Regions from separate parts of the Mus musculus genome. Here regions 1, 2, 4, 5, 6 and 7 are each linked to region 3. The links are chromatin contacts, called in public HiCAR-type, HiChIP or PLAC-seq, capture Hi-C and promoter capture Hi-C maps. All regions are on one chromosome and are shown on one strand. The core of a region is the stretch at or near the end of the contact, and the rest is flanking DNA. Distances in the headings are between cores, read along the strand shown. Region 1 holds the start of Tmcc1 (transmembrane and coiled coil domains 1). Region 2 holds the start of H1f8 (H1.8 linker histone). Region 3 holds the start of Zfp637 (zinc finger protein 637). Region 4 holds the start of Zfand4 (zinc finger, AN1-type domain 4). Region 5 holds the start of Plxnd1 (plexin D1). Region 6 holds the start of Mbd4 (methyl-CpG binding domain protein 4). Region 7 overlaps Tmcc1 (transmembrane and coiled coil domains 1).

Evidence for each region. Promoter capture Hi-C pulls out the DNA fragments that hold promoters and counts their contacts. HiCAR-type assays count read pairs that join an accessible place to other places. HiChIP or PLAC-seq counts read pairs in DNA pulled down with a chosen protein or histone mark. Capture Hi-C pulls out chosen DNA fragments and counts their contacts.
Region 1: a contact with region 3 is called in a promoter capture Hi-C map of second pharyngeal arch cranial neural crest, with 6 times the contacts expected there. The contact joins the promoter of Tmcc1 here to the promoter of Zfp637 in region 3. A contact is called at or near these places in 14 of 39 promoter capture datasets (the 3T3-L1 cell line, 3T3-L1-derived adipocytes, the HPC-7 cell line and 9 more), 2 of 484 Hi-C or Micro-C datasets (embryonic stem cells and pancreatic cancer cells) and 6 of 115 datasets of contacts at active chromatin or transcription factors (astrocytes, embryonic hindbrain, embryonic limb bud and 3 more).
Region 2: a contact with region 3 is called in a capture Hi-C map of embryonic stem cells, with 4 times the contacts expected there. The contact joins the promoter of H1f8 here to the promoter of Zfp637 in region 3. A contact is called at or near these places in 4 of 39 promoter capture datasets (the 3T3-L1 cell line, cranial neural crest, frontonasal cranial neural crest and 1 more) and 1 of 9 other capture datasets (embryonic stem cells).
Region 4: a HiCAR-type map of astrocytes shows a contact between it and region 3, with 6 times the contacts expected there. The contact joins the promoter of Zfand4 here to the promoter of Zfp637 in region 3. A contact is called at or near these places in 11 of 39 promoter capture datasets (the 3T3-L1 cell line, cranial neural crest, embryonic stem cells and 6 more), 4 of 484 Hi-C or Micro-C datasets (cortical neurons, embryonic stem cells and palatal mesenchyme), 4 of 115 datasets of contacts at active chromatin or transcription factors (astrocytes, extraembryonic endoderm stem cells, large pre-B cells and 1 more) and 1 of 9 other capture datasets (embryonic stem cells).
Region 5: a contact with region 3 is called in an HNF4G HiChIP or PLAC-seq map of pancreatic cancer cells. The contact joins the promoter of Plxnd1 here to the promoter of Zfp637 in region 3. A contact is called at or near these places in 3 of 39 promoter capture datasets (the 3T3-L1 cell line, hippocampal neurons and pre-B cells), 2 of 115 datasets of contacts at active chromatin or transcription factors (embryonic forebrain and pancreatic cancer cells) and 1 of 9 other capture datasets (embryonic stem cells).
Region 6: a promoter capture Hi-C map of stem cell-derived epiblast-like cells shows a contact between it and region 3, with 2.9 times the contacts expected there. The contact joins the promoter of Mbd4 here to the promoter of Zfp637 in region 3. A contact is called at or near these places in 11 of 39 promoter capture datasets (the 3T3-L1 cell line, the C10 cell line, cranial neural crest and 6 more), 2 of 115 datasets of contacts at active chromatin or transcription factors (embryonic stem cells and pro-B cells) and 1 of 9 other capture datasets (embryonic stem cells).
Region 7: an H3K4me3 HiChIP or PLAC-seq map of stem cell-derived neural progenitor cells shows a contact between it and region 3, with 5 times the contacts expected there. The contact joins the enhancer-like site here to the promoter of Zfp637 in region 3. A contact is called at or near these places in 3 of 39 promoter capture datasets (embryonic stem cells, hippocampal neurons and pre-B cells), 1 of 484 Hi-C or Micro-C datasets (the N1E-115 cell line), 1 of 115 datasets of contacts at active chromatin or transcription factors (stem cell-derived neural progenitor cells) and 1 of 9 other capture datasets (adipose tissue).

The regions. Positions count from the first base shown.
Region 1 is chr6:116,191,969-116,194,773 of GRCm38.p6, forward strand. It overlaps Tmcc1 (transmembrane and coiled coil domains 1), which reads right to left and starts at 1,406. Exons shown (of 6, transcript NM_177412.1): 1 at 1,290-1,406.
Region 2 is chr6:115,943,585-115,946,284 of GRCm38.p6, forward strand. It overlaps H1f8 (H1.8 linker histone), which reads left to right and starts at 1,347. Exons shown (of 5, transcript NM_138311.3): 1 at 1,347-1,498. The coding sequence starts at 1,399.
Region 3 is chr6:117,839,911-117,842,610 of GRCm38.p6, forward strand. It overlaps Zfp637 (zinc finger protein 637), which reads left to right and starts at 1,271. Exons shown (of 3, transcript NM_177684.3): 1 at 1,271-1,358.
Region 4 is chr6:116,262,820-116,265,519 of GRCm38.p6, forward strand. Zfand4 (zinc finger, AN1-type domain 4) reads left to right here and starts at 1,400. Exons shown (of 10, transcript NM_001309446.1): 1 at 1,400-1,493.
Region 5 is chr6:115,993,488-115,996,259 of GRCm38.p6, forward strand. Plxnd1 (plexin D1) reads right to left here and starts at 1,518. Exons shown (of 36, transcript NM_026376.3): 1 at 2-1,518. The coding sequence starts at 1,318.
Region 6 is chr6:115,851,907-115,854,690 of GRCm38.p6, forward strand. It overlaps Mbd4 (methyl-CpG binding domain protein 4), which reads right to left and starts at 1,435. Exons shown (of 8, transcript NM_010774.2): 1 at 1,231-1,435. The coding sequence starts at 1,304. Ift122 (intraflagellar transport 122) reads left to right here and starts at 1,622. Exons shown (of 29, transcript NM_001167763.1): 1 at 1,622-1,803. The coding sequence starts at 1,763.
Region 7 is chr6:116,139,558-116,142,257 of GRCm38.p6, forward strand. The region is part of intron 1 of Tmcc1 (transmembrane and coiled coil domains 1); the gene reads right to left. Among named protein-coding and RNA genes, the nearest start is that of Tmcc1, 52 kb to the right of the region's middle. Within about 2 kb of position 1,349, at least 21 of the 459 cell types and tissues checked have an H3K27ac peak or open chromatin away from gene starts, as enhancers often do. A contact at or near this core is called in stem cell-derived neural progenitor cells, where this site is marked.

The DNA of each region.
Region 1 (2,805 bases), core at 156-2,655, 1.6 Mb before region 3:
CAAAAAACACAACCAATTCTGTTGGTGGAGGGCAAGGTACTGTTGATCTAAAATCCCACCTCTAAGTATCTCTGTTACGAGACACTGATAAAACTACCACCCACTCACAATTTCAGTCTCAATCTGTAAATGAAAGTTGGGGGGTAAGACCCCAGGTCCTGGAGGATTTTATATCTTACCATTTCTATTAAGGTTTTCCTCCAAGCTTTGTGACAATTTCTTTATGCAAATTCTATACACTCAAAGACAAAGGTTTAGTTTAATTTCTAAAATTTAAGATACAGGACAGGGAGAGGAACAAATCAAACTTGTGCTATATTCTAAAGTTGTTACCTGCTTTTTCAATCTTGGGGTTTTTACTGTGTTTGTTTTCTTTCTATTTTTCTTTTTTCCTTAAAAGAAAAGCCAATTTAGGAATTCCAGGGACGCATGTGCACATGGATCTTTTGACAACTATGTCAGGCTATGACAACAACCATTTTAGAAGGGGTGCATGGTAGTCGTTTTTTTTTTTTTTCCAATAAAACCTAAGCCTGGACATTGGTTATGATCTATGAAGACTAAGGTAAAACGTGACACCAGAGCACAGAGAGATATTCTCCAAGAGCTCAAGTGGGCTACCTCCAGAAGCCCCAGCAGCAGATCCAGTAGGGGAACCTCCATCAACGCTGTCCAGGGATGGAGTGGGACAGACACTGAATCACTGGACCAACACCGTCCACACTTTGGCTGAGGCTGAAATCTCAGGTTTTGTAGCGAAATGCATCTCACTGCGGGCCCCCTGCTCTCCACAAAAAGGGTTAATAAAGGGCATCCTAACCACCTAGACTCCCATCTCACCTATTCTTCGCAGGACAGCGGGTTTCCTCCTCCAAGTTAAACCACGAGTTCAAAATCAAAACAAAAGGTGCAAGACTGGTTTCAGGTGGCAAGGGCTGACTTTCGGTGGCCAACTTATGGGTACCGCAGGGCCGGACGAGGGAGGACTCTCAGACCTCGGCTAGCCAGGAGGCCTTGGGCCTGGGCGCGAGTCCTCACACGCCCCTCGCTCAGCTCTGCCCAAAGGAGAGCGGGGGAGAGTGCCCGAGCGGGGGCGGGGGCGGGGGTTGTCCCAATGACAGGCAGAAGGCCCGGAGACGCGGGGTCCGGCCGGAGGCCCGGGGCTTCGGCGCCGCCAGAGCGACCAGAGGTCCGATCCGCGCCAGGCCTCGAGGAGGCCCCGCGACCGCGACGGGCCGCGCTAAAGAGATCGCCCGTCCCCACCCACGGCCTGGGCCAGTCCTACTCACCGGTGGAGAGACGACGGACAGCCGGCGTCTCCGCCAGCGCCGCGGCTCGGTCTCCAGCGCCGGCTCCTGCAGCTGCCGCCGCCGCGCCCGGTCCATCCCCACCCCGACCACCCCCCCCTCCCGGCCCGCCCCCCGCGCCGCCTCAGCCGCTGCCGCCGCCGCCTCCGCCGCCGCTGCCACGGCCCCGGCGCGCGAGCGCGAACCAGCGCGAGGGAACGACAGCTAGAACGAGAACGCGCACCCCGTCGCCACAGCCGCCCACAACCTCCGCCTCCCGCCGACAGCGCATGCGCAAGGCGGTGCCGAGCGGGACCGCGCACGCCGTGGGGGCGTGACCCGACCCAGAGGTGTAGCCACGCCTCAGGCCCACCCCCCCACGCGGGCGCAGGTCAAGTAAGCGGAGGCGCTGCAGGTGGTGCGGCATCCTCCGCCAGAGTTTTTCCTGACCGTTCCTGCAGTTCAGACGCTGAAGCATTTCAGCATCTCGGCTCTTCGACTCCTCGGCTTGTCGTTCTTTAGCCTCTCAACCCCTCGGACCGTGGGCTCTTCAGCTTCTCGGCTCTTCCACCTCTGGACCCCACGTATCCTCAGCCCCTTTCTCTGCTTTTCGGGTGCCCTCAGAGCCTCAGTAACTCAGGCCAGCTGTCCTGCTAAACAGGCTAAAGCTAATTTCTGGGACCCACTCCTCCGAGTCGCACAATTCTCTCTACCTTGACTCCCAGGGCCTTCCAACTAGGGACTGGCTTTAGGTCAATGACAAAACCCCTAGTAGCTCATCTCTTTAATTATCGGGATGTCTCTAACTCAGTCGTCCGTCACTAAGATGGCAAAGCTTCTTCCGGTATTGGAGGATCTGTGAGTGGAAAACGGTAATAAACAGAGTCCATTGGCTCGTGAAGTTTGAAAGCTGATGGAGACCAAATGGGCGAAATGTAGTTGGGGATGATGGAGCTACAGTCCAATTTAACAATCCTTAAGTTGCAAAGAGTGCACTGGGGTGAGGACACGGCCTGGCCAGAAGGGGAGCTAAGGGGCTACTGGTCAGGGTGCTGCAGTCAGGACCTAGACTGCACGTGAAAAGAGGTAGATAAAAAAGGTTTGGGACTTCTGAGAGTTTCAGGAAGCCTTTGAGCTTTTCTTCAGCCGTGGTTGCAGGGCTAGGAACTTGATTATTATGTCTGATTTTAAATTATTATGCAGCCATGTGAAAAGTGGCCTGGGTGAGGGAGGTCATTCAGGAAGCAACTGGCAAGATGGTGAAAGCAAGGACGCAGTGTGCTCATAGAGAAAAACATTGGGAGTAAAATGGATATACATTTTGATAAATTAAAGGAAAGGTGAAGGAGAAGGAGGTGGCAGGGTTGACTCAGATTGGAGGGTGGTGAGGATGAGCTTGCACATGTAAGGGGCAGCATGAATAAAGCCACCAAGGAAAATGATCAGAAAATGAAGGCTAAGCATGTATGCCATTGTAAAAAATAATAATAATAAGCTGATTTTAAAAAATGGGTGATAA
Region 2 (2,700 bases), core at 97-2,596, 1.9 Mb before region 3:
ACCTGAGCTCGAGTCAGGGCCCTGCAAGGCCGTGCATTACAGTAATGAGCAGACCTTATCTACAGGAGGGAGCTGAAGGCCTTCTTCAGCGCTGGCCTCCCCATTCTCGCAGCTGTGTCCTATCTCCCTGTCAACAGGCAACAATTGACTGAGCCTGTTCCTATCCTGACAAGTTTTTAGTTTGTCTTGAATTTCTGATGATACTGGGGCAAAGTTCCCATTTGTTAGTCCCCCTGTTTTTCCCCAGGGAGGGATGGCTGAGCCGTGAAGCAAGCTCATCTTTGCTCCATAAAATGTTGAGTTGCCTCTAAGGTGGCTGGCCTGTCAGCTCTCCCAGCTTCTGTGTGATTCCCGTACAGTCACTATGAGAAATGCTCATCTCATATTTCATAAGCAATATTGACATTCAGCCAGGAGAGAGATTCAGCTTGTTGTAATCCATCCTGGTTTTGTTTCCTTTTGGTTTGACTCTTTTTTTGAGTCAGGGGCTTGCAGTCTAGGCTAGCCCCAAACGCCCTAGCCTCCTGCCTCAGTTTCCCCAGTGTGGGAACAAGAACAAGCCACAGTCATATATGCTGTAGCATGTTTTACAGCGATGGAGTCATTTACTCATGCCCATGTGGCTTCACTGAGAAGTCACTTCTGTCTTTCATCTTGATGACTCAACCCTTCCTAGGAAACAGGCAGAATGACCAGGCTCGGGAGATCCCTTCCCAAGTCATAGCCCTGTTGGGGGTGGGGGGGTGGCAGCTGGCTGGTTCTCTCACCCTAGCCAGTTCCAGTGTTGGGTAGTATGATGGAAAACAGTGACTTAGGTCTGTCCCAGTGTGTCTTGGAATGCCAAGGACACTGAAGACAGTGACCATCAGCCAAGGTCACATAAAGACCCTGACACACCTTCCCCTACATCTCAAACTGCAGTAAAATCTAAAACATCAAAATAACACAGAAGGAAGAGATCTGAGAGCCAGCCTGGCTCGCTCCGGAGAGGCCACTGCTTCCAAACACTCCCTCCCTTGGGCACAATTGCTGCTTTATGGAAAACTGAGGCTAGCAGTAGTCTGGATCAGGGTAGACAGATTCCTACCCTTGTGTGATTAGGGGGCCTTTGTGAGCAACCCCCCAACTCACAGTGTTAGATGTCAGCTCGTCAGGTAGGTAGGACACAGTGACACTGCCTCCTTACTTCTTCCCGTGGCCTCAGGTCCCACAGGGTAAGGTGGATGCTGTGTTCAGAGTGAGTCTTACCCTCGAGGCCTGATTGGCAGCTTTCGGCTGCTCAGGTGCTAGGCATGTTGGTCATTGGTTAAGTTCTGTTGGGAGGTATTTAAGGCAGAAGGTCTGGAGCTAACTGAGCTAACTGAGCGAGCACTGGCCTGGCCTGCTGCTGCCTGTGCCATGGCTCCTGGGAGTGTCTCCAGTGTTTCTTCCTCCTCTTTTCCCTCCAGGGACACATCCCCTTCTGGATCATGTGGGCTCCCTGGAGCTGACAAGCCAGGTAAGCAAGGGAGTGGAATTCTGAGTTTAGGCCAAGGTCCCTGGAAACCGGGAGACAGCCCGGAGACAGCCGCTGAGAAGGTGCATGCGGCTTAAGCCTGGTTCCCACCGCTCGCTCGGATTGGAAGAGGAGACCTAGTCCTGGTGGGGAATGAAGCTGAATGGTCCCATTTCCTGGTCTGGGACTCACAGTGAAGACTTCAGTCAGGTGCAGGCTGCCTCGGCCCTGCTACAGGACTCCCTTAGGCCCGTGGCCTGTTGTTTCATGTTTCTTTCTTTTTTCTTTTACACGCATTGGTGTTTTGCCTGCACATATGTCTGTGTCGGGGTACTGGACCCAATGGAACTAGAATTTCAGAGAACTGGAGTTCAGACAGCTGTGAACTGCCATGGGAATTGAACCCTGGTCCTCTGGAAAAGCACCCAGTGCTCTTAACCACTGAGCCATCTCTCCAGCCGATGGCTTTTTCTTTCTACTTCTAAACTTAAATTTTGAGTCTGAATTTTGCAAATAATTCTGACAGCATCACCCTGAATTTAAGTCACGCCGACAGGTTCTCCCATTTCTCCCCCCCAAATCCTCCTTTTTCTTGCTGCTTTTCAAAAGTAACAGCCCATCTCAAAATACCCCATCGCTCCCCCAAGTTCAGCATGCAGTGACCTTTAGTATGTTATCATGTGTGCCCAGCGCCACAATCTGTTTCAGAATTGAGTCATTTCCTGAGAAGAAAAGCTGACTTGTGCTATTAACAGTCACTCCCCGACTTCACTCCACCTGTGTCTGTGGGTCCTCGCCATTTCATACAAGGCGTTGTGACTGGCTTTTTTTTTTTTTTTTTTTGCCTGCTTATACCTAGAAGCACTCGTGTGGTAGCTCTCAAATCTCAGACTCGTGTGGTAGCTCTCGAATCTCAGTCCTTTATGGCCAAGTAGTATTCCATTGTGTGAGTGGTCACAGGCATTTGGGCTGTTGGGGAGAATGGCTCAGGCACACAGCTGGTGGGGCTAGGGATGGAGCCCAGGGCCTCAGTCGGCACGCTGAGCCCAGGCTTCTTCACCCCCTTACGTCTTTGCTTCCATTCTCACTTGGGGCGGGGGGTGTCTCTAGGAATGTGACTGTTCTTTCTTTTGCTTTTCCCCAAATAATTTTCTTTTAAACATGTTGAGCTCACATTTGAGAGGTAGAGACAGGGGGATCGCTTG
Region 3 (2,700 bases), core at 21-2,520:
GAGCCCACTCATACTAATGATTCTCTGACCTCCACAGGCACAGCAAGACACCCCTCACATCCACACACTAAACAAAATGGGATCTTTTTTTCCCAAAAAATACGTGTACCCAAGTCCTCAAGGCTGTTAAGAGAATCTTTGCAGATTTATGAAGGAAACATGAGTTCTTGTCTCCCCTGATGGCCCCCTTTTCCTACCGATGCTTTGTCAACTAAAACTTGTCCTAATCCCACATCTGGTCTCACAGAACAGAGATGTCCTGTGAAGTCAAATATTTCATCCAGTCTGACACATGTAATTCTGGGAAAGGAACAAGGGCACTGCAAGAGGAACATTTCTTATGGTCTCTTTCATTCAATAGGATAGCTAAATCTACCAAGGGAAGACTCTGGGGGAGGCTCACTACGAAAGAAGTCAAGTCAGGGCTCCAGGGTGAGACTAATGTCCTTTAGAAAAGCTATTAGAGGCAGGCAGTGGTGGTGCACGCCTTTAATCCCAGCACTTGGGAGGCAGAGGCAGGCGGATTTCTGAGTTCGAGGCCAGCCTGGTCTACAGAGTGAGTTCCAGGATGGCCAGGGCTATATAGAGAAACCCTGTCTCGAAAAACCAAAAAAAAAAAAAAAAAAAAAAAAAGGCTATTAGAAATGCATATAAATAAATGCAGTCGATGGACGTTTAAGGCATCTTAAAAGAGATTTTATTGAATGGATGCTCAATTTCATCCACGCCCCTCTCAGGACCAAAAGGGCTACTCTCCCATCTCTAATAACTAATTTTAGAGTGTTCAAATCTCAACCCTTGTGTCATTAACTTCTTCAGTTAGGAAGACAATGTTAGTGTCCACTCAGGGAATACTGTTCCCTCGAGTTCCCTTGGCTCAGAAAGTCTCCCGGGCCCCGCGTAGGTGCCCTATGGGGTCCTGGAGCCGTCGGACCTGGGCTCCCCACAAGTGAGCGCCCTGGGTCGTACAACTAGTCGGGGTAGTACCTAAACTCCGAAGTCCTGCAGTGCCTCGTCCATCTTTTGGGTGAAAAAAAACTTATTACACGGACCAGAGAGTATTCCTGATTCTTTGTCCGAAATACTTGGTCCCGGCTCCTATAGGGAACCCTGAGTCTTCTGCAGTTTTAACGTCATAAGCATTCCCAAGCTTCAACCACCGCTCCTCCACAGGACGGCGCTCCCCAACAACCAGAAGCAGCCACCGCGTTTCTGCCGCAGCTCGGTCGCGGCGCTTCCCACAGTGCCTCGGGGCGCGCGCGGGCTCCTGGGAGTTGTGGTCCGGCGACGCGCAGCGTTGCAGCGGCTGCTACGGGCTCGGCGCCGGCTTTGTCTGTCTGCGGGCGCGCGCCGCTGCGGTGAGTGTTGCTGAGGCCGGGGCTGTGCGCCCGAGAGAGGGGGCTGTGTCTTGAGCCTGCTGCTCCGGCCAGGGCGCGTGAGCAGGCCAGGCTGGCCGTCCGGGCCAAAATCGCCAACCGCAGACAAGGGTGCGCTGGTCGGAGAGCGGGTGGGCCGCGGTGTGCTGCGGAAGGGTCCTGCTGCAATGTCGGGGTCCCTGGGAGGCTGGGGCCCCGCGAGCGTGGGAGGGGCCACAGGAAGGTCCAGCTAGGCCAGGAGAGCAGAGTTCACGCCTAGGGAGAGAGCCTAGCAGGGAGTGGCGTCCAGCGTGGGGGGAATTCATCCTCACCCAAAGCTCCTAATCGCACGTTAAATTGCCTCATTAGATTTTTCCCAAACCCTACAGATCACCCTGTCTGTCCTCCAGCCCTCTCTCCTGAAAAAGCACCATTTTAGGTCTTGGATTTGTAGGGCGTGTCTCAAATGTAAGAGATCCCTCACTTTCTGGTCCTCAGTTCTTCCGAGAGCTAGCTAATTGAGATAGTGTTAACTTGTTTACTAAGAGAAGAAACTGGAGTCGGGGCTGTTAGGTTGTTCTGCTACAGGGCATACACCGAGGGAAACAAGGCAAAAAATTCAAGTCTCTCGGGGCCTAATTCTGAGCTGTGGTAACATTTCTGATAGGAAAAGCAGCGTTTTGTGTTACGAAATCACTCTCTTTCAATATCTTCAAGAATTTGATTGCTCTGACTTGAACAGGTTCTTCCTTGACAATTTCCTGTTGTCAGTTGTCCTGCTATTAATCAGGGAGTCTGGAGACACAGCTGAGGCATGTTGGCTACTTCTTAGCAGGTAGAGGAGTTCAGGTATCTACCGTGTTCACTCATTTTGACTTAACCATGTTCTCTAGACACTCCAGAGACAAAAAAGTCCAGCCCCAGGGAGTAGCTACCATGTGCTTTTCTTTGTGAATCACAGGGGAGTTTTGTTGGCTTTATTTTTAATCAATAATATCTCTAAGTGAATGCATTTGCAGCATGACAGGGGACCCCTTTATAGCTTGTGTTCCAAGTTGGAAGTGAATCCTTCAAAGATTTCTTGACATCAGGCTATATAACTGAATGGATAGAAGGGTTAGCTATTTGGTTAATAAAATAGAAAATCGTACCATCAGATTGCTAATTCATTAAGCTAGGAATCCAGCATTTTGACCAGACATACTGAAACAAAGATTATACTGTACCACTATGTAAACAAAGTGTACAGATTCAGGAATTTGATCCTTAAATAAGCATTCCATGGGGGGTGGGGGGAGGGAGTGGTGGTTTGGGTTAAGAGCCTACTAAGAATTACCAGAAGGTA
Region 4 (2,700 bases), core at 150-2,649, 1.6 Mb before region 3:
GTGATGGTCTAGCACGTGAAAGGTTATGCATTTATGGGTTCTAAGCCCATGAGAAGAGCTTTCTACTGAATTCCCAAAAAGTGGGTCTGCAATCTTGTAAGGGGAACTGTGGTCCTCTGTTGTCTTAATAATGTGCAGAAAGTTTTATTGGAACACAGCCTCCATCATGGCTACATTATCTGGCTACCCCAGTCAGAATTCAGAAGTGACAGGAAATGGGATTTTTTATCTGTAGGCAAAAATTTGCCTCTCATAGCTTTTGTTTCCTCCTTTGTAAATGGTTTCAGTACTAAAATTGCAAGATTGTTGTTGAGAATAGACCTTTTTGTCTGCCCTTTAAAATGGTAGGTTATGACTGGTGATGTATGGTTTGATGAGGTTATGAAATGTTAAGCTAAAAAAATAAAATTTAAGCGCATCCACTGGATGCTAGAGCACGTGAGTGCTGTGAGTGATCACGATGTCCTGCGCAGGCACTGTCCTCCTAGGCTCTGTTCATGTTACCATCATGGCTCTGGCCTCAATAGAGTTGGAAGTTATCAGCCCAGTCATGGGCTGAGTTTAAGAGCAAGAGGCTGACAAAAGGCCTCACCATACCATCTACCTCAGTCCCGAGGAGTTGAAACTGTGGAGACTAGTGGCTCAGGTCTCGGAGGATAATGAGAGGGTGGGAGAAGACTGATCAGGGCCAGGGTTCTTTTGCAAGTTGACTATGAGGGAGCGCTTTCATGGTCCTCTGCAGTCCTCCTGGTAAAACACTTGAGTTGAACCTCCTATGAAGGAACCGAAGCAGCAGGGGCCCAACCTAGTTGGAAGGCATGTGTAGTCAGAAAGCCAGTCAGTTTATATCCCACTTCAGCTCGGTGCACAGCAAAAGTAGGACGGGATCTGAGCTCAGGTTGAGACTGTTTGACCTATAATCTTCAAATAGTTGCTCAAATGCAAAAGGCATATAGAAATGTTCCCATTTTACAGATGACACAACTGAGTCAGAAATGTTAGGAGAACGTGGAGTACAAGAAAAGGGTGACTAGCATGGACATCCTTTTAAGTGTCCTAGGCCATGAGTAAATAACAAATGCCAAAGACCCTCCTATCCCCAAAGAACCTTAGAAGTGCCCCAGCCACTCTGGTGCCGGCTCTTCCCAGACGCTGTGCCCCGTCTCCAGTCTCCTACCCTGCCCTAGACGGGTCCTGCAACCAGTTATAAAGAGTCAACATACGGGCCAGTTCTAACCGACAACCCTTCCTGAAAGCCCGTGCGACCCCGGCGTCCGAGCAACCGCCAGCCGCGGAAGACTAGGCCCCGCCCCTCGCGAGCTGATTGGAGGGCGTCGGCAGCGCTGATCGGCGATTGGTGAGCGGTGTCACAAAGGGCGGGACCGGAGCTTCGCGGGCCAGCGTAGGCCGGCGTCTCGGGCGCGCGAACTCCTATCCGCCTGCGGGCAGGCGAGCGAGCGAGCGGGCGGACGCGACCACCGGAGGGCGAGCGGGTGAGGGGCGCGGCGGGGCGGGGCGCGGCGCGGCCCGGAGGGAGGGCGGGTGGTGGAAGGGCCTGCTGCGTCTTCGCTGCCCCGGTGCGCCCGCCTCAGCTGCAGCCTGGTCACACCCGTGCTTCTCTGCCTACGGACTCACGGACAAATTGGTCGTACCCGTGGCTCGGGGTGCTGCTGACCCGACTTTGGGTCTGAGTGTGGTCCCTGCTGGTTGTGGCCCCAGGGCAGCACCCCCGCACTTGTGCATCGCTCCTAGGCCAGAGTGTGGTTCTAATCTGTAGCTCGATTTTCACACATCTGTAAAAGGACAAGAGTCACCTTTTTAAAAGGCTGCAACATATTGTGGGTATATTTATGTTGGGGGGAAAAATTAAAAACTAACTCGTCGTGTGACTAAGTTCCTGTGGACGAGAAGGAAGCAAAGGCCAAGGTACTGAAATTACCCCTTGAGTGCAGTTATTGCCGCTTTTGTTGGTTGGTTTTAGACATTTCAAAAGATGAAAGAAATGTTGGAAATTCACTTTGATTTTTCTCTAACAGTTTTCAAGATAAATTAGCAATTTAATCATCGTTTTATTTACTTATATTATTAAACATCACTATACGTTTTTATTGTCAATTGGTTTTCCAGTGCTCATTCATGCATACCACGGGCCACTTTGAGGATGCTTGCAGGCCTCAATGGACCCAGTTTTAGTACGCTAGGTCATTGGCCCACTTGAGCTTCCACTAGGCCATGTAATATTCTGCTGTGGTTTAGCCGGCCAGCACAACCTTTTGTCTTGTTACATTAATTTCCTTTGCTGAGAAGTATGACACAGCCGGGCGTGGTGGCGCACACCTTTAATCCCAGCACTCGGGAGGCAGAGGCAGGCGGATTTCTGAGTTCGAGGCCAGCCTGGTCTACAAAGTGAGTTCCAGGACAGCCAGGGCTGGACAGCCAGGGCTATACAGAGAAACCCTGTCTCGAAAAAAACAAAAACAAAAACCCAACCAACCAACCAAACAAAAAAGTATGCAACACAATTGCTTTCAGATATGGTCACCACCCTCGGTTCTTTTTGTGTATTGGAAATTATGCCACTAACTGGGACCAAACTTCATTTGGGAGTTCTTGTACCACTGATGATGCACCTACTGCTGTGCTGATTTTCTTCTACTTATAGGCACGTTAGTCTCATTTCAGATCTGTGCATTGAAGGAT
Region 5 (2,772 bases), core at 268-2,767, 1.8 Mb before region 3:
CCTGTATGTTGCGCTTGCTCTCGCAGGCCGGCCCGGTGCCCTGCACCACACTGTCCAACACCGCCACCACGTCGGGCGCCGGCTCCACGAAGCAGGCGGTGCGCGCTGCACGAATGGCAGCCTGCACGTCGTCGAAGCGGAAGGCGCAAAGCGCGGCCGGGGCGTTGCGGGCACCTGGGGCGCCCTGGGGCCTCTCGAAGACAGCGAAGAACTGCTCGCGCGCGGGGAAAACCGACACGAGGCGGCTGTAGAGGTCGCCGCGGCCCGCGCCGCCCGCGCACTGCAAGCCCAGTTGGATGTAGGACTCGGTGAGCTTCTTGGCGTCGCCACCCGCGCCGCGGGGCAGGCAGATGCGCGCCAGCAGGCTGCGCGCCTGGCTGTCCTTGTCGCCCGCACGCGCCTCGCTGTTGAGCGCCAGGTACGCGTAGGGCTGCGCGCTGTGCGGTGGCACCGCCGGGTGCAAGAAGGCACGCACGAAGCCCAGCTTGTGCTGCTCCTTGGCGCCCTGCTTGATCTTCAGGATGTTATCGTCCGACGGGTTAAGGTCGAAGGTGAAGAGCTTGGCCAAGTCTCCACGCGCGTCCAGGGAGCGGATAGCGATCTCGGGCGTGTTCTCGAAGCGGTGGTCTTCTAGGCTACGGTTGCGCGGGAAGAAAGCGCTGCCGAAGCCGGTGTACGTGGCGCCCACGAGCAGACGGCTGCCCCCGGTGCCCGAGGTAGGCGGCAGCACCAGTCCCACAGTGGACGCGTTGGGGTGGTTGGCGGCCACGTTGAGCATGCTGGGGAACACGGTGACCGGTTCTGCGGTCGGCGCGGCAGGCGGAAAGCTCACGGCCAGGGCTGAGATGTTGCCCCGGCGCCTCAGCTGGCACAGACCCTGGTAGATGGAGCCGCACGCGACCACCAGACCCTGGCCCGGGTCCAACTGCAGGATTTTGTTGTAGTTGTCCGTGAGGCGCCGCGGGTGCTCGCACGAGGCCTGCGGGAGCTGCGGGGCGTGACACAGCGGGCTGTCCGGCACGGGACCCACGGTCGCCTCGGCTTCCAGGCTCAAGTTGGCACTCGACAGTTGGTACAGGCGGTTCACTGCCGCCAAGTACACGGTGCCCGCCGTGCCGTCCAGGGCGAAGTTGTTGGTGGGCGTGGGCGAGGGGAAACGGCGCTGGATCTCTAGGGCGCCGGCCCGTGCCGCCCCGAGCAGCAGCAGCAGAGGCAGCGGCAGCAGACCAGGGCCCCGCGAGTGAGGGCGCGGACGCAAGGGGACGGCCGCGGCGGCCCGGGCGCTAGGGGGTGCGCCGCCCGCGGCGCGACGAGCCATCCAGGCGAGCGCGGGCTGCGCGGCGCGGCGAGTGCATGGGGCGCGGCGCGGCCGGGAGCCGGGAGCTCGGAGGCGGCGAGAGGCGGGGGGGGGGCCCGGGCCGCGAGGCGCTTCCTGCCCGCGCCTGCCGCCCCCGGCCCCGGCGCCCCGGCCCGACTCTGGCGAGGCGCTCAGCCCGGGGGCGGCTCCGTGGAGACCACGCCCACAGCCCATCTCCCCGCCCCAGCAGCTTGGCCCACGCCCTTTCGCCCCGGGCCACGCCCCCGGCCACGCCTCTGGGCCACGCCCCGCGGTCCGAGGTCACTGGTGGCCGATACCCGGGCAGTCGCAAGTTGCCTGCCTCTTTCCTGGTTCCTGGCCAGCTCCTGGAATGTCTTCCTCTCGCTTGTTTGTTATCCTTCCTCTCTTTCTCCTCGCTCTAGTACCTTCTCTGTTCTGTTTCTGGGCTCCCGTTTGCCTTCCACCGCCTCTCAGAGTTTCGCTCTTTCAATCTCTCGGACTCCCCTACTCCGATCCTGTCAACTCCGCCCCGTGTCTCTCCCGCGTCACTCCCTCTCCCTCATCTGCGTTTCCTTTTTTTTTTTTTTCTTTCTGTTCCCGCTGCTCTCCCTCTCTACTCTTTTCCTCTCCTTGCCCCTAAAGCCCTCCATTTCCCCTCAACCGCCTGCCCCTTCTGGCCACAGTCCCCCTCCCCGCCCCCCCCGCCCCCCCCCCCCCCCGCTCACACCCCCTATGTTCTCCAAGCCTCACTCTAAAGACCAGCCAGACCAGGGACATCAGGCCCCTGGCTAACCTATGGTCTGTTCCCCGAACTGCTCTGTAAAAGGAGTTTGCAAGCAGCAGGCTCCGGGGACAAACTTGACAATCCCACAGCAAAAGTAGGAAACTGTGTTGAGAGGAAGTTCATTCCTCTTGCAAGGGCAGGCTGGGCTGAGCAGAACACCAGACACAGGGCCTTACTTTCTGGATAGAGCCAAACCCCGCAGACCCCCAGGACCTTGCCCTTAGGCCAAGGTTCTGAGAAACCTAAAGTCATTCCACATATGAGCTGGCACTGGGCACCGGACTCCTTTGACCTTCAAAGGAACAGGTAGGCCCTGGGATAAAGGCAAGGAGTCATTTTCCTAAGGTCATAGAAACCCAGGTGATCCTCTCCATAGCATGGGAGTGCCCACATAGGACCACACCAAATGCTAACCTCCTTACAAAGACTCAACCCACTTTCCGTGCATGGAAACTGAGGCCCCAGAAGTAAAGCCCAAAATACACCGCTAAGGGGGAAGGTGGGACACAGACCCATTGTTTGAAGCCACAGTTCCAGCTACAAGTTCTCAGTCAGGGTCTCCTAGCAGCTTGCAGCTGTCACTTGAGGCCTAGTGGCCCTCTCTCAGAGGGTGACCTTGCTCCCACCAGATAGGAAGGAAGGATGGGGAGGGGCTTTCCCTGTGCCTGAA
Region 6 (2,784 bases), core at 185-2,684, 2.0 Mb before region 3:
TTTATTCTTATTTATGAGCACCATGAAGGTGCTGAGGCCTGAATGGACTTAGATCCCCTGGAGCCAAGTTATAGATGGATGTGAGCCTCTGCTGTGGGTGCTGGGAACCAAACCCAGGTCCTACAGAAGAGCAGTAAGTGCTTTAAACAATTGAACTATCTCTCCAGTGTTTAGTACAGTGTATTTTAATCACTAAACTATACATTTTAAAAGTGAGGGGTTGGAGAGATAGCTCAGTGGTTAAGAGCACATATTCCAGGAGACTCCGTACCCACATCAGGCAGCTTATAACACCCTGCCTGCAACTCCAGCGCCAGTGAACCTGACACCTCCTCTGGTCTCCACCAACACCTACGTATATAGACAAACACATAAAGAAAAAAAAGTGGGTCTCTAGAGAGACCTTCTAACCCAACCTACTTTCTACAAATAGGGAAATAGGGACACTAAGCAAGACCTAGAGACTAACCACAATTAGAACCATGGCATTCTTAGATGGAATTTGGCGTTAGGTATCAGCTAGAAGGATCTTATAGGGAGACAAGGTAACTGAAACCTGAGGGAATCCCTACAAAACTGTTAGGTTAACAAAATGGGTCAAAACCCCAGCTCGCTACTTATTATTAGCTGATCTTCCAAAGAGAAAGTCACTTTGAGCTCAAAATCTCCGTTCTCCATCTGTAAAAAGGAAGTAGCATTAAAAAAAAAAAAGTTTTGTTGTTTGCTTTTGAGCCGGGAATCTTATGTACCATAGGCTAGCTTTGAACCCACGACGTACCAGAGACTCATCTTCAACTTCTGATCCTCCTGCCTCCACAGGCAGACGCCGCCAAGCCCGGATATTCGGTGCTGTCGCTCGAACCCTCGGCTTTGTGTTTACTACGTAAACACTACCAACTTAGTTAAATGCCCAGCCCTTAAAAGTGTTTGAGCGCCCAAGTTTTGGGACATGCAAATACGTGCATCATTTTAGCCCGGACACAACAGTAGCTTCCTCTGTGACTTGTCATAGGGCTATTTCTGAGGGTCCCTTCCGGCCCAGGCTAACCTGCTTGCATCACAAAACCTCCCTTGTCCTCCAAGCTCCCCAGTCAGTTCGGCCAAGGAATCGGGTACACCCTAGTCTTGTTCCCACAGGGCGACAGCTCTAGGTGCCACCTTGTGTTAAAGGTTAGGAAGACCCACACAAGAGCGACTCCTCTGAGGCCCGAGAGAGGTTTAATAACTTGCCAGCGATCCCAAGGCGGGTCTGGAACTAGGCTCTCTCCACGGACTCTGTTGTCCCCAAGGTTTGGGCTCTCCATCCCTGCTGCTTTGGTCCACTGGGGCGCAGCTGCAGCTCCAGGCCGAGAGGTGGAGTAAAACACAACTCAAACCACTGAGCCGAATCCAAACACCGACGTGAAAGTCAATCAACCCACACAGCAGCCTTCCCGCCACCGCTTCAGCTACAGATGCCACAGCCAGGGTCCCGCCAATCAAACCCTCTGTCGTCAAGACTCCCCGCCCCACCCACCTTTCCGGACCAATCGCTCGTGTCATACTTACGCTTCCGCCTCCTGCGTCCCTACGCGCCCGGCGCTTCGGCGGAGGAGGTGGGCTCCCTTTTGTACATGCGCACTTGGAGCTTTGGGAAACTCATGCGCGGTTCATTGCGCATGTGCGTTGCTAAGGGTAGCGCAGGTAGCTGAAGTGGTTTGTGGAAAGAAGCCTGTTGCTGCCGAGGCTGGGAGGAGGGGCCCGAAGCGTGAGGGAAACGGCGATGAGGGCCGTGTTGACGTGGAGAGACAAAGCGGAGCAGTGGTGAGGAGCGGGAACTTCGGGGATGGCGGGGAGGCGGCAGGAACCGGCGCATTGCCATGGCAACGGGCCTGCGGCCTGGACCGAGGACTCTGATTCCGTGCCTTCAACTTCCCAATGGAAGAGAAGCTGAGATTCCTGGAGGGGCATAGGGATCATCTGAGGGAGGCTGGAGCAGTTTATACGTCATCATCATCCAATTTCACTTCTCTCTTCTCAAAATTCCTCACCCACCAGTGTTTTCTCAGCTTCCTAACCATCCTCAAAGTGCCCACACTTTTGTTTATCTGACATTCTTTAAATTTCTCCTGTTTTTGTTGGTTTGTTTTTGAGATAGAGCCTCACTTTAAAGCTCTGGTTGGTCTGGAATGCACTATGTTGACCAAGCTGGCGTTGAACTCACAAAGATACATATGCTTCTAGCTCCCCAGTGCCGGGATTAAAAATTTTCGAGCAGGAACAAACAAAACGGTGTGAGTAACTTGCATCTCGGTTCTGAGCATTTCCACCTGAGCTGAGATCTACTGTGTCTGAAACAGGACATTTCCATGTACGGTCAGAGAAACATGTAAGATGCGATCAAGTCAAGACATCTCTTGATTGGGAAGTTTGAGGAGTATTTTCAAAATTAGTACTTAAGAGTGAGCTTAATTTAAAGCTTAATTTTAAATACTGAGGATTAAGGCTTAGTATTTAAGAGCACTTTGGATAAGTTCCAGGACAGTCAAGTCTACACATAGAAACCCTGTCTTTAAAAACAAAAACAAACGAACAAAAAAGAAAAAGAAAAAAATATATAGTAAAAAAAAATATTGGGCTGGAGAGATGGCTCAGAGGTTGAGAGAACTGTCTGCTCTTCAAGCGGTTCTGAGTTCAAGTCTCAGCAACCACATGATGGCTCACAACCATCTATAATGACATCTGGTGCCCTCTTCTGGCCAGCAGGTGTATATGCAGGAAGAATGCTGTATACATGATAAATAA
Region 7 (2,700 bases), core at 99-2,598, 1.7 Mb before region 3:
GGCTTGCTAGCCAGGCAAGTTGGTAACAGTGGGAGAGCCTGTCTTAAAAAAAGTGGATGGCACCTAGACTCCTAGCCACTAACCTCCATAGCACATACACCCATCCCCATAGTAACATGAACATGTACGTACATGTGCTCAAGAGTGTACACACACACACACACACACACACACACACACACAGAGGTAGGGAGGGAGGGGGAGTGGAAACTGGAGGGGGAGGGGGAGGGGGAGAGTGAGTTCCAGGACAGAAAGGGCTGTTATACAAAGAAATGCTGTCTTGAAAAACAAAAATATTACAGTCACCATTAGAAATCAGGTCTCAATAAATATTTCTTCCCTGCATCTGTCAAACACTTGCCACAGCAACAGAGAGTGACCAGTACACATGGTAGACAAAATATTTAATATCCAACTCTTATCTTCTTGATCCCTTTGCATAAAGTTCTCAGTAAACATTCTATTATGACTATTGTTTCTTTGTCACAGTTTTATTTACAGTGTTGAAATTCTCCCCTTTCAGTAAAAATTTAAAAATTAGTTTCTTCTACTCCTTGTAGTTTTTCACTCTTTTAATATATGCTTAGTTTAACCTGAATAATCACCTGGCTTAACATGGTTCATACAAGATAAGTAACACAGGAAAAATAAAGTTTACAGTTGTAAACTCCTGGGTTAGGCTGAGGATATTTTAAGGAAATACTTTAAAAAAAAACTAGCATGATCCATTAATCTTTTATGGCCAAAGGAATAGGTATACCACAATCTACTACCAAAGAGATAGAAAACTGCTAATTAATGCTACCATTAAAACTAAATGTGAACAGTATTTTATATACATAAACGATTTCATTCTTGAATGAGGAACGGGTGACTAGTTATTCCATTAGTCCAGCAAGAGATCCACTACACTGGTACAAAATGAAAACAGAATTTAAACATAAAAACCATCAAAACGGGAGAAAGGAAGATTACCGAACAGGTGTGACACATATTAAGTATTAAAGTACCAAATGACAGAAAGTATTAATGAAAAGATTTTGTTACTTACAAAACTCACTTATAAAACAGGACAACACAAAATAAAAAGTAAAAACTACAGAAAAACCACAAAAACAAATTAGGAGAGCTGTACTACCTCACAGCAATATCTAAGTATAGTTTAAAAGTCACTTGCTGGATACCCACTAATGTCATGGAAAAACAAAGGGGGTATTGTTTAGTCCTGTGATGACTACATCCCTAGAACCAGGTTCTGCACAAATCTGAGGCTTCACTAGAACATCACAAACCTCTCCTGACCCTCTACTACCAACATCAATCTAAATACAAATAACAATGGAACACAACTGAGAAAGCTAGACAACAATGGTATTTTGAGAAAAGGCACAAAAAGAAAGGCAGACTCACAGGGAACAAAGATTACTAAGAAAAAAAAAAAGGGAAATCTTTGGTTACCATGGCAACAATGAATGTCAAATTCAGTAGCCCACAGCAGTAGTAAACATAGCCAAACACTAAATAGAATGACACAAATCCCCACTCTAGTAGAGAAATTCCCACAAATAGACATGAAGTTGAGGTCAATATATCCAGTTATTTTCCTCAGTATTTTATTATAAAAAACACATACCTCTTTGAACAAAAATTTAGCAAATATACTAAAGGTAGCAATAAAAACACACCTTGTAAAAACAACACAAGCATCAGGCCCAGACCCATGACCTACATTTTGGAATAGCCAAGGAACATAAAGCAGTGTGAATTCAGCAAAGGCTCCGATGGAAAAGGCAGACAGCATGTGAGAATTTTACAAAGAAATAGAAATCATAAAAAAAAAATGGAAGTGCTATAATTGAAAACACAGTGCCAAAGAACAATGCCTTTTCTTTTTTATTTTGTTGTTTTTGTTTGTTTTTCACGACAAACTTTCTCCTGTGTAGCCCTGGCTATCCTGGACTCACTGGGATTAAAGGCTTTTACACTCACCACCTGGCTAAAGAACAATGCCTTATAGTAGGCACTTAAACATATACTGACACAGTGTACTCCAAATCTTTGGGGGAAAATGAAAACACACCAGAGGCCAGCGGAATTAAAATATAAAAAGGAAAGAAAATGAATTATCTTAACCTCAAAAAACACCCAAGAACCCCATTACACACTTTTTCTTCCGGTGTTGCTTTTACTTGAAAGCAAACACAGGGGCAATTTGTCTATTTGTTTACCTGGATAGTTACCACTGTTCTGCTATGTGCTGTGCTTTCTCTCCCTTTTTTTAACTGCTCTTTTGGCCTTTGGCTTCCTTTCAGTTCTCCATGATGTGCTCATGCCTGTTTTGAGGGACTTATCCTCTGGTGTTTTCACACTTTCTTATCTGTGGTTGGTGCCTTGTAGGTTTTTTTTTAACTTAAAGAATCACATTAGGGCTGTTTATAGCAGCACAATGGTAGCCTATTATAGGAAGACGTACAACTTACCAATAGCTAGCTATACCATTGAATCTCCATGAACTATTGATTCTGTATAAATCATCCTCCTTCCACGGCTCAGTGTTGACAGGTACTCACAACTGTGTGAGTTCAAAAGCAGCCATGCCATGGCATGCCCAGGAGTCAGCACTCTACACTCTCCCCCTACTTTTCTCTGGCTCTTACATTTTTCTCACCCCTTTTCCCACAACATTTTCTGAGCCCTGGA